Regions from separate parts of the Sus scrofa genome. Here regions 1 and 3 are each linked to region 2. A link is a contact called in public Hi-C data. All regions are on one chromosome and are shown on one strand. Each heading gives the region's core, a stretch centred on a gene start, on an enhancer-like site or on the middle of the called end of the contact. The rest is flanking DNA. Distances are from core to core; before and after follow the strand shown. Region 1 holds the start of BHMT (betaine--homocysteine S-methyltransferase). Region 2 overlaps DMGDH (dimethylglycine dehydrogenase, mitochondrial). Region 3 has its middle 27 kb from the start of BHMT.

What was found. A called contact is a pair of places that touch in the nucleus more often than the background predicts.
Region 1: a Hi-C map of liver shows a contact between it and region 2, with 10 times the contacts expected there. The contact joins the promoter of BHMT here to the enhancer-like site in region 2. A contact is called at or near these places in 3 of 5 promoter capture datasets (fetal liver and liver) and 11 of 47 Hi-C or Micro-C datasets (embryonic fibroblasts, epiblast stem cells, fetal liver and 3 more).
Region 3: a Hi-C map of liver shows a contact between it and region 2, with 2.9 times the contacts expected there. The contact joins two enhancer-like sites. A contact is called at or near these places in 21 of 47 Hi-C or Micro-C datasets (adipocytes, alveolar macrophages, brain and 12 more) and 1 of 2 datasets of contacts at active chromatin or transcription factors (skeletal muscle).

The regions. Positions count from the first base shown.
Region 1 is chr2:87,909,758-87,912,883 of Sscrofa11.1, reverse strand. It overlaps BHMT (betaine--homocysteine S-methyltransferase), which reads right to left and starts at 1,791. Exons shown (of 8, transcript NM_001200042.1): 1 at 1,682-1,791. The coding sequence starts at 1,714.
Region 2 is chr2:87,827,867-87,831,126 of Sscrofa11.1, reverse strand. It overlaps DMGDH (dimethylglycine dehydrogenase, mitochondrial), which reads left to right. Exons shown (of 15, transcript XM_021084481.1): 10 at 1,876-2,041; 11 at 2,502-2,632. Among named protein-coding and RNA genes, the nearest start is that of BHMT2, 37 kb to the left of the region's middle. Within about 2 kb of position 1,971, at least 2 of the 83 cell types and tissues checked have an H3K27ac peak or open chromatin away from gene starts, as enhancers often do. A contact at or near this core is called in fetal liver and liver, where this site is marked.
Region 3 is chr2:87,936,302-87,939,552 of Sscrofa11.1, reverse strand. No RefSeq gene overlaps it. Among named protein-coding and RNA genes, the nearest start is that of BHMT, 27 kb to the right of the region's middle. Within about 2 kb of position 1,837, at least 30 of the 83 cell types and tissues checked have an H3K27ac peak or open chromatin away from gene starts, as enhancers often do. A contact at or near this core is called in liver, where this site is marked.

The DNA of each region.
Region 1 (3,126 bases), core at 542-3,041, 82 kb before region 2:
GAAGTATAGACGTATTGGAGTTCCCGTTGTGGCTCAGTGGAAACGAATCTGACTAGCATCCATGAGGATGCAGGTTGGATCCCTGGCCTCGCTCAGTGAGTTAAGGATCGGTGGTTGTGGTGAGCTGTAGTGTAGGTCGCAGATGCAGCTTGGATCCTGCATTGCTGTGGGTGTGGTATAGGCTGGCAGCTACAGCTCCGATCTGACCCCTAACCTGGGAACCTCCATATGCTGGAGGTGCGGCCCTAAAAAGACACACACACACACACACAAAGTATAGACATGTTATTATCCATGTTTTAACAGTGACAAAGCATGCAAATAAGGTTACCAAAGAAACTTTTTTTCCTTCCCATCTTATGTCCATCTGTTGTTAAAATAATCTTTTTAAATGTTTGATTTTCTAAGTTTGAGTTTGGGGAGTGGGTTAGAATCTATGGCTATGAAAATGTGGCCAAACCAAAAAAAAAAACTTTTTTAAAACTCTATGGGAATCATCCTTTCCAATCTACATCAAGTGTTCTTTTAGTAGATGTATGTCATTGGATCCACCTAATCAATTGTTTTTCCTTGTGTGGAGATCTCTTTAATTTGAGGCATGGTCATTCCTTTAGAAACTAGGTACAGTCCGTTTCTAAAGGGATGGTTGGTAATGAATTTCAGAGCCGGGTCTGCCTGCACTGTCCTTACAGCTGAAGGGGAACAGGTGGCCTGGCCCGGTCTTCTTCCCTGCCATTTCCTGGGCCTCGGTCCGCCAGGGTTGGGGCTGGGTGCTTTGACACTCAAGGGCCAAGCAGACTCCCTCCTTCCTCCGTTGTCCTTCTCCTCTCCTCCCAACCATTGTCCTATTATCAGTGCGTCTATCCATCCATCGCCACCCTCCCACCCCCACCCGTCCCGCCTCCTACATCCCTACAACCAGAGGAAGGCCCAGAGTCTGGACTTAAAACATTCGTCCCAAGAGTAGGGTGGGCTTGCTACTGGGCTTTTGTTTTTAAAACTTAACAGCCCTACCTCAATATTTTACGGCCACGATGCTCATTTTTTTCTAGAACTATCTTTTCGAGGCCCACACGGTGCATTTTTCTGTTATCGCTGAAACCCAGCTGCAGATGAAAACTTACCATCGCCCGACCAATGCCAGAGCCTTAGCGCTGCAGCGGGGCGGGCTGGTGGGCGCATCGAGGACCCTGCAGGTAGGGAGCCCGGAGACCGGCGGTGCCCGCCAGAAACCGTCGGAGCGGAGCCGGGGCGCGAGCTTCCCTGCCTGGCACACGCAGGGCACTGAGGGGCGCGCGTGCAGCGGCACGGGCACAGACCCGGAGAGGTCCTGGCGCGCAGCAGGGCGACCCCGGGTCCCACTGCCATGGGGGAGGGAAGTCGTCCCTGTGGGTCTAGGAGCTGCATCTTGCAGGCGTGCTCTGGTCTTGGCGTATGGGTCTCAAGACGTTGGGAGAATCGGAGATTTGGTGGCGGGCGCCTGGGGTTCGGGGTCACATAGCTCTAGGGGGCGCTCTGGACGTGGAACGGGAGTAGGGGCTCAGAGGCGCCGTGGGGTCCCGCAGCCGAAGTTGCAGGGCTCCCACTGGGCTTGCCGAGGCTGGGATGCCCGCTGGTGGGTCAAAACCCAGAGCCTCGGCCGGCCAGGACCGAGGACACCCTCGGGTCCCTGCAGACTCACCTTCTTGGCCTTTTTGTCCCCAACCGGAGCCATATTCGAGGTGTCCGGATGGTACTCGAAAACGGATTTGGATTGGAACCGACGAGGTTTCCCTTTCGAAGCCTGCAGCTGCCCAGCGGCGGCAGCGGAGCTCTTTATACCTGCAGCTCTCACGCGGTAGGTTTCCCCAGCCTCCCCGCGGTCCAACGCGGGCCTCCGGCAGGGAACACGCCCCCCAGCCTTTTATCCTGGCTCCTCTGGAATCGGCCTCCTGAGGGAGTGATCGAGATTATTCTTGCAAATAGGTGAACTCGTCCAGAAGTAAGTTAAGAAGAAAAAAACAAGTAGGTTGCCATCTGCTCGGGTTTCAGCTCTACCTGTGCCCACCCCTCTTTTCTTCTCGAGGAGAAATCCTGATGTACTCCTCCTTGCCTGGGATCCTGTTACCATTACTTAGGTTGCCAGACCAGGCCCCTAAAAACGCCATCCAATGCCCAAATATTTGTCAAAGGCCGAGGATACAAGATTCTTGAACGAGGAGGCCATGCCCTGGAAGAACTTCAGCCTAAAGTGTGACCTCTGTGATTATACGTCCAGTGGTTATGGATTCGAACAAAATATGGCCTTTACAGAAAAGTCTGATACTGACCCTGCATTAGTGCATGTGTTCAAAATGACCTTCTCCCCTTAAGTCCAAACATGCCTTGTACTTTCTATCAATATCTTTGCAACATTTAACAAAGACAAACACTTCACCTTTGTATATGACAGTGGAAATGTACTTTAGCGATGTCAAACATTCAGTGTGAAACTGTCTAAAAATGTACAGGCATTTGAGAAACTGGAAGGAAATAGAAATGTTAACAGCAGTTATCTGTTGATGGTAGAGTTAGGTCTTTTATTTTCTTCATTGTGTTTTACTGTATTTTCCTGAAATCTCTTTACAGTGAAAATACATTGACTTTAAAATAATGAAAATATTGCTTTTAAAATGTACAACATAATAGAAAGTACCCTAGAGAACAATTTAAAAATATGAAATAGAGTTCAGAAACTGTTGTCCAAATACACAAAAGCACATAAGGAAGTTTTTGTATGTGGAACAATAGCCTCTATTTTAACAAATGCAAGGAAAGAAATTACTGTAGCAAACGATGAATTAATACAAACTTTGTTGCTAAAATTATGTGCAGTTGAAACTGAGAAGTAGAAAAGTCCTTTTGCTTCAGGTAATTGTCAGGTTTGAAGTAGGAAAAAAAATAGGAAGGTTGATGGATGCATATATTATAATTCAAATGATCTATTATTTCACTTGTCCACCAAGACTGAGGCATGAGGTAATGTAGGCATCCTTCACAGTGCCTAGACTTTATACCATGAAAGCTTTGGAGTATCTGAGTAGGTAACAGCTAAGTTACTTAACGCGTTAACTGCTTATACTATTAACCTGGTGAACACTGGTGAGA
Region 2 (3,260 bases), core at 722-3,221:
GAAACCTACAACCAGCCTAGGTGAAGCCTCTGCTTGGCATTTCCCAGTTGCTCAGAGGAACCTAACCCATCCCCTCCAAATCCCCACATGGCTTCAGCTGGCTCCTGAAGGTGTGTCCTGGTTTAGGATGCCTGGTTCAGTCACATAGTATGGAAACAGTATGGAAAGATGAATTTTCTACTTGTCAAGGAATAGCTCAAAGTAACTGCTTTCTAGTATGTGTGCACAGAATCAGACAAATTACATGCACTGTTGATAAGTTTGCAGGAAAGGTCATTTACTTACCATTTTAGGTTAAGCTAAAACAAAGCATGTCACTAAAACAATTCTCTGAATTCCTCTAAAATCAGTCCCATTGTTGTACTTGGTATTCAGAGTGATTATATCTTTTTTCTCAAGAGAATCCATAAACCAAGAGAAAAGAGTTTGCTTTTCAAGTGAAGTTGCCTTTTTCTTTCACCTGCTATTTTGCTTATTTAAATGTCTACTTTAAGATCGATCTAAATAGTCCAAAATAGAGGGCCAGTTGCTGATTAATGAATTTGGACTCTGTAGTCAGCCAGTAGAGATTACTTGGGGACAAACTCGTAGTCTGGTTTTTCCTAAATTGCTCAGATACATGCCAGGTCTGTTGTTCACCTTGTGCTAGTTGAATCTGGGCTGTTTCTTCTGCTATTTAATAATTAAACCACTGAAAACTCATTTTGCAGACTTAGCATCCTGCTCTGAAGTTCAAATACCACATTAAAAGTCCACTCTGTAGAGTAGCAAGGACCTTGCATAAGGAGTCAAGAGACCTTTGTTCCAGGCCCAGCTCTGTCAGTAATTAATGCAAAGGCCTTGGAAGTCACTTTGTGCCTTATCTCTGAAAAATGAAGATGTTGGACGAGGTCCTTGCTTATTTACTTCAGGCGTGGACCAGCATGAGCTTCACCTGGGAGCCTGTTAGGGTGTGGCATCTAGGGCCCCAAACCTGCTGCATCGGAATCTTCATCTCAACAAGTGCAAGTGATGTATTTGCATAAATGTTTGAGAAGCACTGGACACGATAGCTGTACCCCTCATATATTGTGATTTAATTATGTCCAAACAATTAGTATTTTGAAAATACTCCCTCAGAAGTTTCCTTTGGGGCTCAGTGGTTAAGGAACCTGACTAGGATCCATGAGAATGCAGGTTTGATCCCTGGCCTCACCTAGTGGGTTAAGAATCTGGCGTTGCGGTGAGCTGTGGTGCAGGTCGCAGACGAGGCTCGGATCCCGTGTTGCTGTGGCTGTGGTGTAGGCGGGTGGCTACAGCTCCAATTCAGCCCCTAGCCTGGGAAACTCCATATGCCATAGGTGCAGCCCTAAAAGGCAAAAAAATAAAAAACAGTCCTCCAGGTGATTCTAATATGTAACCAAGGTTGAAAACCACCTGCCTGGTTGACTTCTAAGCTCTTTTTCAGATCTGAGAGCCCACGTGCCTATCTTTTTTTGGTTAATGAATACTTCATTCACTATGAAATGGGTCAAGGGATAGATGAATATCTTTAAAAATCATATTCCAGGGAGTTCCCATTGTGGCGCAGAGTAAACAAATCCGACTAGTATCCATGAGGATGAGGGTTTGATCCCTGGCCTTGCTCAGTGGGTAAAAGGATCCAGCGTTGCTGTGGCTGTGGCATAGGCTGGCAGCTGTACCTCTGATTCGACCCCTAGCCTGGGAACCTCCATAGAAAAAAAAAATCATATTCCAACATATATGTATGATTTGCAGAACAGGTGGCATCTTGTTCCCTAAATGAAATTTTCTAGATAAATAGGGCTCGTTCAAATATCCTGTAATTTTCTGAAACTGAATGACCCCTGCTTCATGACAAACACTGTGTTTCAGGCCAAGTTTTCGCCGCACAAACTGGTTTGAGCCTGTGGGCTCAGAGTATAAACAGGTTATGCAAAAAGTAGGGGTGATTGACCTGTCACCGTTTGGCAAATTTACCGTCAAAGGCCAAGACTCCGTTAGGTTGTTGGACCATCTCTTTGCCAATGTCATTCCCCAGGTAAATAACTTTGTAGATTACAAGGTCCAGGGTTCTGGTCTGTTTACTTCTCTGTCCTCTCATTTTCAGAAAACCAATATGTTATTTCAATCCACTGAAGGATTTCTGTCTGAACATCAGAACTCTTTACCTGACCACGGGTATTCTGGCTAATTTTCAAATGTAAAATTTTTGTGGAATGAATTATCATCCAAAGACCTTAGGGCCTTGCTTTATTGTGTCAATGGAAATTGTGCAATTGGCTGAATTTTATGACAAGTAATTATAGTGATCATTTCACCTGAAAACTTTAAAATTAATATTGGGTTCAAATTTACAGATTGTTCACACAATTGATGTAAATGATAAGATTGAGAGGTTTCTCACTGTTGACACCCACATTTAAATTTTCAGGTGGTATTAAAAGGACACCTAAGATTTTTTATTTCATCCCGAGGTAATTTAAAATTCTTTTGTGTAGGTGGGTTGTACAAATATAAGTCACATGTTAACACCAAAAGGTCGAGTATATGCTGAGTTGACTGTTTCTCACCAGTCTCCTGGGGAGTTTCTATTAATAACCGGCTCTGGATCAGAACTTCATGATCTTAGGTAAGTAATCAGCTAGTAATAAAATTTTATATGGATTTTATACTGGCCCAGTCTTGCATGGAGGTTTTCTTTTACCAGTAATGGAAAGTACAACTTTGGATTTCCCGTCATAGCTCAGCAGAAACGAACCTGACTAGTATCCATGAGGATGCAGGTTCAATCTCTGGTCCCACTCAGTGGGTTAAGAATCGGCATTGCTGTGACCTGCAGTGTAGGTCATAGATATGGCTTGGATCTGGCGTTGCTGTGGCTGTGGTGTAGGCAGGCAGCTGCAGCTCCAATTCAACCCCTAGCCTAGGAACTTTCATATGCTGTACCTGTGGCTCTAAAAATAAAGTGCAACTTTAATTCTGTTTTTTTGTCTTTTTGTCTTTTTAGGGCTGCACTCGCGGCATATGGAGGTTCCCAGGCTAGGGGTCTAATCAGAACTACAGCTGCCAGCCTACACCACAGCCACAGCCACGCAGGATCTGAGCCGAGTCTGTGACCTTCACCACAGCTCATGGCAACGCTGGATCCTTAACCCACTGAGTGAGGCCAGGGATCGAACCTGCAACCTCATGGTTCCTAGTCGGATTTGTTTCCACTGTGCCACAACGGGAACTCCTACAACTTTAATTCTTAAACC
Region 3 (3,251 bases), core at 588-3,087, 110 kb before region 2:
GGAGCAGACTGTTCTCTCCTTCTTAAGGAGCCGAAGACCTCCATACCAGAAGTACCCACTGGATGGATTCTAGAACTTCCAAAGCTTATGCTTATGCAAGCCTGCAAAGAACTCTTGAGTCCTGAGAACGGAGGTAGTTTATAATATGAAAAACCACAGGCCCAAGTCTCCCTAGGATACAGTACCTGTGGGGAAGAATGAATTTCCCTTCCCAGTGCCACGCTGAGTCTAGCCTAATAACGTTTTCCCTGCCCTCTGGACAGTGTTATTTGTTTGAGTCTGCTGTCAGTGTAGCCAGGGGAATAATGAATAAACTATGAAGTCTTCTGGAAACATACTACCGGTGGCACTTGGTAAATATTTGTTGACAATGAGGTGGCTAATGCTCCTGTGCACCGTCCAGTTAGAAACACATAAAATTGTGAAGTTTTTTAAGCAAGGTCTTAGAGATTTTGTTATCTTCCAGATGAGCAAATCGAAGCTCAGAGAAGCGGGGTGAGGTATCCAACATTGCAAAGTGAGGTAGGGACAAGCTTTGCACCCCAAATTCCTGATTCGAAATTCATTCATTGCTTTTTCTCAATTCATTCATGGCTTTTTCTACAATGTTGCACTAGGGTTTTGGGGGACGATGGCTGCGTTCCACTAAGCCTGTTCATGTGTTGAGGCATTAACTTTTGCAAAGAACACTAAAATGTCATTAAGTCAAAGTAATTGGCAGGATGATGGCCAGGCTGACCTGGGGGGAAAGTTTGAACTGTTTCCAAAGACACTCAGCCTTTTCCTTTCAAGGCCATGTAGTAAATTGGAACAAAAAAACCCTCAAGGAGTTCCCGTTGAGGCTCAGTGGTTAACGAATCTGACTAGGAACCATGAGGTTGTGGGTTAGATCCCTGGCCTTGCTCAGTGGGTTAAGGATCCGGCATTGCCCTGAGCTGTGGTGTGGGTCGCAGACGCTGCTTGAGTCCCGCGTTGCTGTGGTTCTGGCGTGGGTCGGCAGCTACAGCTCCAATTTGACCCCTAGCCTGGGAACCTCCATATGCTGCAGGAGCAGCCCTACAAAAGGCAAAAAGACAAAAAAATAAATAAATAAACCCGCAAAATGGGGCCAAATAGAGGGTCTCGCTGAACCTGCTTGAAGGAACAAATAGGAATAATTTTACTCGGTACATTAGCAGTTTGCCTCTATGGGATGATGCAAAAAATATTTGAGACATCGGGCCAAATCAATTTCTGTTAAAAGCGTGCTGCATGTTTCCCCGGAAAACATACTTCCTGTAAAAATTTACATAAGAGCACCTCTCTCAGTCAAACCCTGAGATAAAAATGATGGTGTGTAGAATTTGGCGGCATGTAAATTAACCTCTTGTGTCTGGCTGTGCTCGAATGGTTGGGCATGATTTCTGAAGCTCACAGCAGCACAGATGCTGACATGTGTCTCTCTCACCTCCCATCCCTTCTTTTGTCGTCCATCTAAGGCCAACAGAATGCCTCCAGCTGCTTGAAAACGGGAAGCGTTTTCTGGCTGCTCTTTTCCCCTCACTCCCACCAGTTTTTGCCAAATGACCCTGCCCTTCCTGTCACCATCTGTGCGAAGGCTCTGTGTTTGGCCGCCTTTCAGTCATTTTCTGTTCAAACACCAACCCTGCATTTGTTCCTGAAGCTGTTTAGAAACACGGGGCCTGGGTGTCTCTCACTGCAGTTGAACACGCTATCAGACGGTTTCTTGGGCTCCTCTGTTTTTCTCTCTTCACATGGACTCCTTCCTCCTGGACTGTGCGAGCATCAGGATTGTCTGCCTGGCAAGTAACACATGGAAGGTTCCGGACTGGCTGAGGGGATGTTACTAACAGGGAGGCTATTCCGGAAATGCACTCAGCTGGCCCATGTGCTCAAAGCTGGGGAAAATGATCTCTGGGAAAGAAAAACAAAAAACAATAAAAAACCCCAAACAGGATCTGGTTGGAGACAGATAAGGCTTTTGTTGCTGGCTGAGTTGTTCAGGATGTGATTCAAAGATCCATGTATCTTAGGGAAAAACTGGTCCAAAGAAAGAGAGCTACAGATATTTCTGCCATTTAATGTTACAGTTTGTTCAGATGGTCTTGCTGAAGTTCAAAGCAAAATAGAGCGTCTCTGGCCTTCCCAGCTGGTGACTTGCTGCCCCCTTCTGGAGAAGTTGGGAACTGACGCTTTTGATCCCTTCCTGTCCAGTCTGTCTCCATTACAGCTCTGCGTTGGCAAGGTTCCTTACTACACTGTGAATAAGTATAAGGTCATAAATTGCAAACAGTTTATTCTTTGAGTTTACATTGACTTGGCAGGAAGATACACTCGGTTTTGTGAATGATCTGTCTTGGTTCCACTCTCCTTCTTCAAATGATAAGCTAAAGCCATCTTTGCTGGCAGCCGTGGACTAAGAAGCCCTTCTTCACTTGGTGTCCTGCCCCAGTAATCTCATCTTTAAAAGAGAGTTAGGGAGTTCCGTTGTGGCGCAGCGGAAACGAATCTAACTTGTATCCATGAGGATGTGGGTTCGATCCCTGGCCTTGCTCAGTGAGTTGGGGATTGCTGTTGCTGTGGCTGTGGTGTAGGCTGGCAGCTGTAGCTCCAGTTCGACCCCTAGCCAGGGACCTTCCATATGCCACAGGCGCGGCCCTAAAAAGCAAAAAGTTTGGACTCGATCTCTAAAATCTCTCTGGCTTGCATTCTGTAAAAATACCTTTGCCATTGAGAAATGTCCACTTAACACAAAGAAACATGTAGGTACTGAGTGAGGCTCGTATTTTAGTGAACAAGATTTCTGGAAATGAATTCATTTATTTGGTGGAGAGGCTGAATTTCAAAAAATTTTTGCAAAATATGGAAATATGCCACTAGGAGGCAGTGTTGACATATAATTTCATTGCAGTGTATCCACTAAGTTTAGTTTTGAGGGAGATATTTAAAAATTTTTTATTATTGATTTACAATGTTGTGCCAATTTCTGCTGTAAAGCAAAGTGACCCTGTCATTCATATATATATATATCTATATATATATATAAATTCCCTTATCTTATATTATCTTCCATCATGGTCTATCCTAAGAGACTCGATATAGCTCCCTGTGCTGTCCAGGAGGAACTCATTGCTTATTCATTCTTTTTTCTTTTGTTTTGTTTTGTTTTTTTTGTCTTTTTGCCTTTTCTAGGGCCCCTTCCCGCGGCATATGGAAGTTCCCAGGCTAGGGGTCTAATCAGAGCTGTAGCC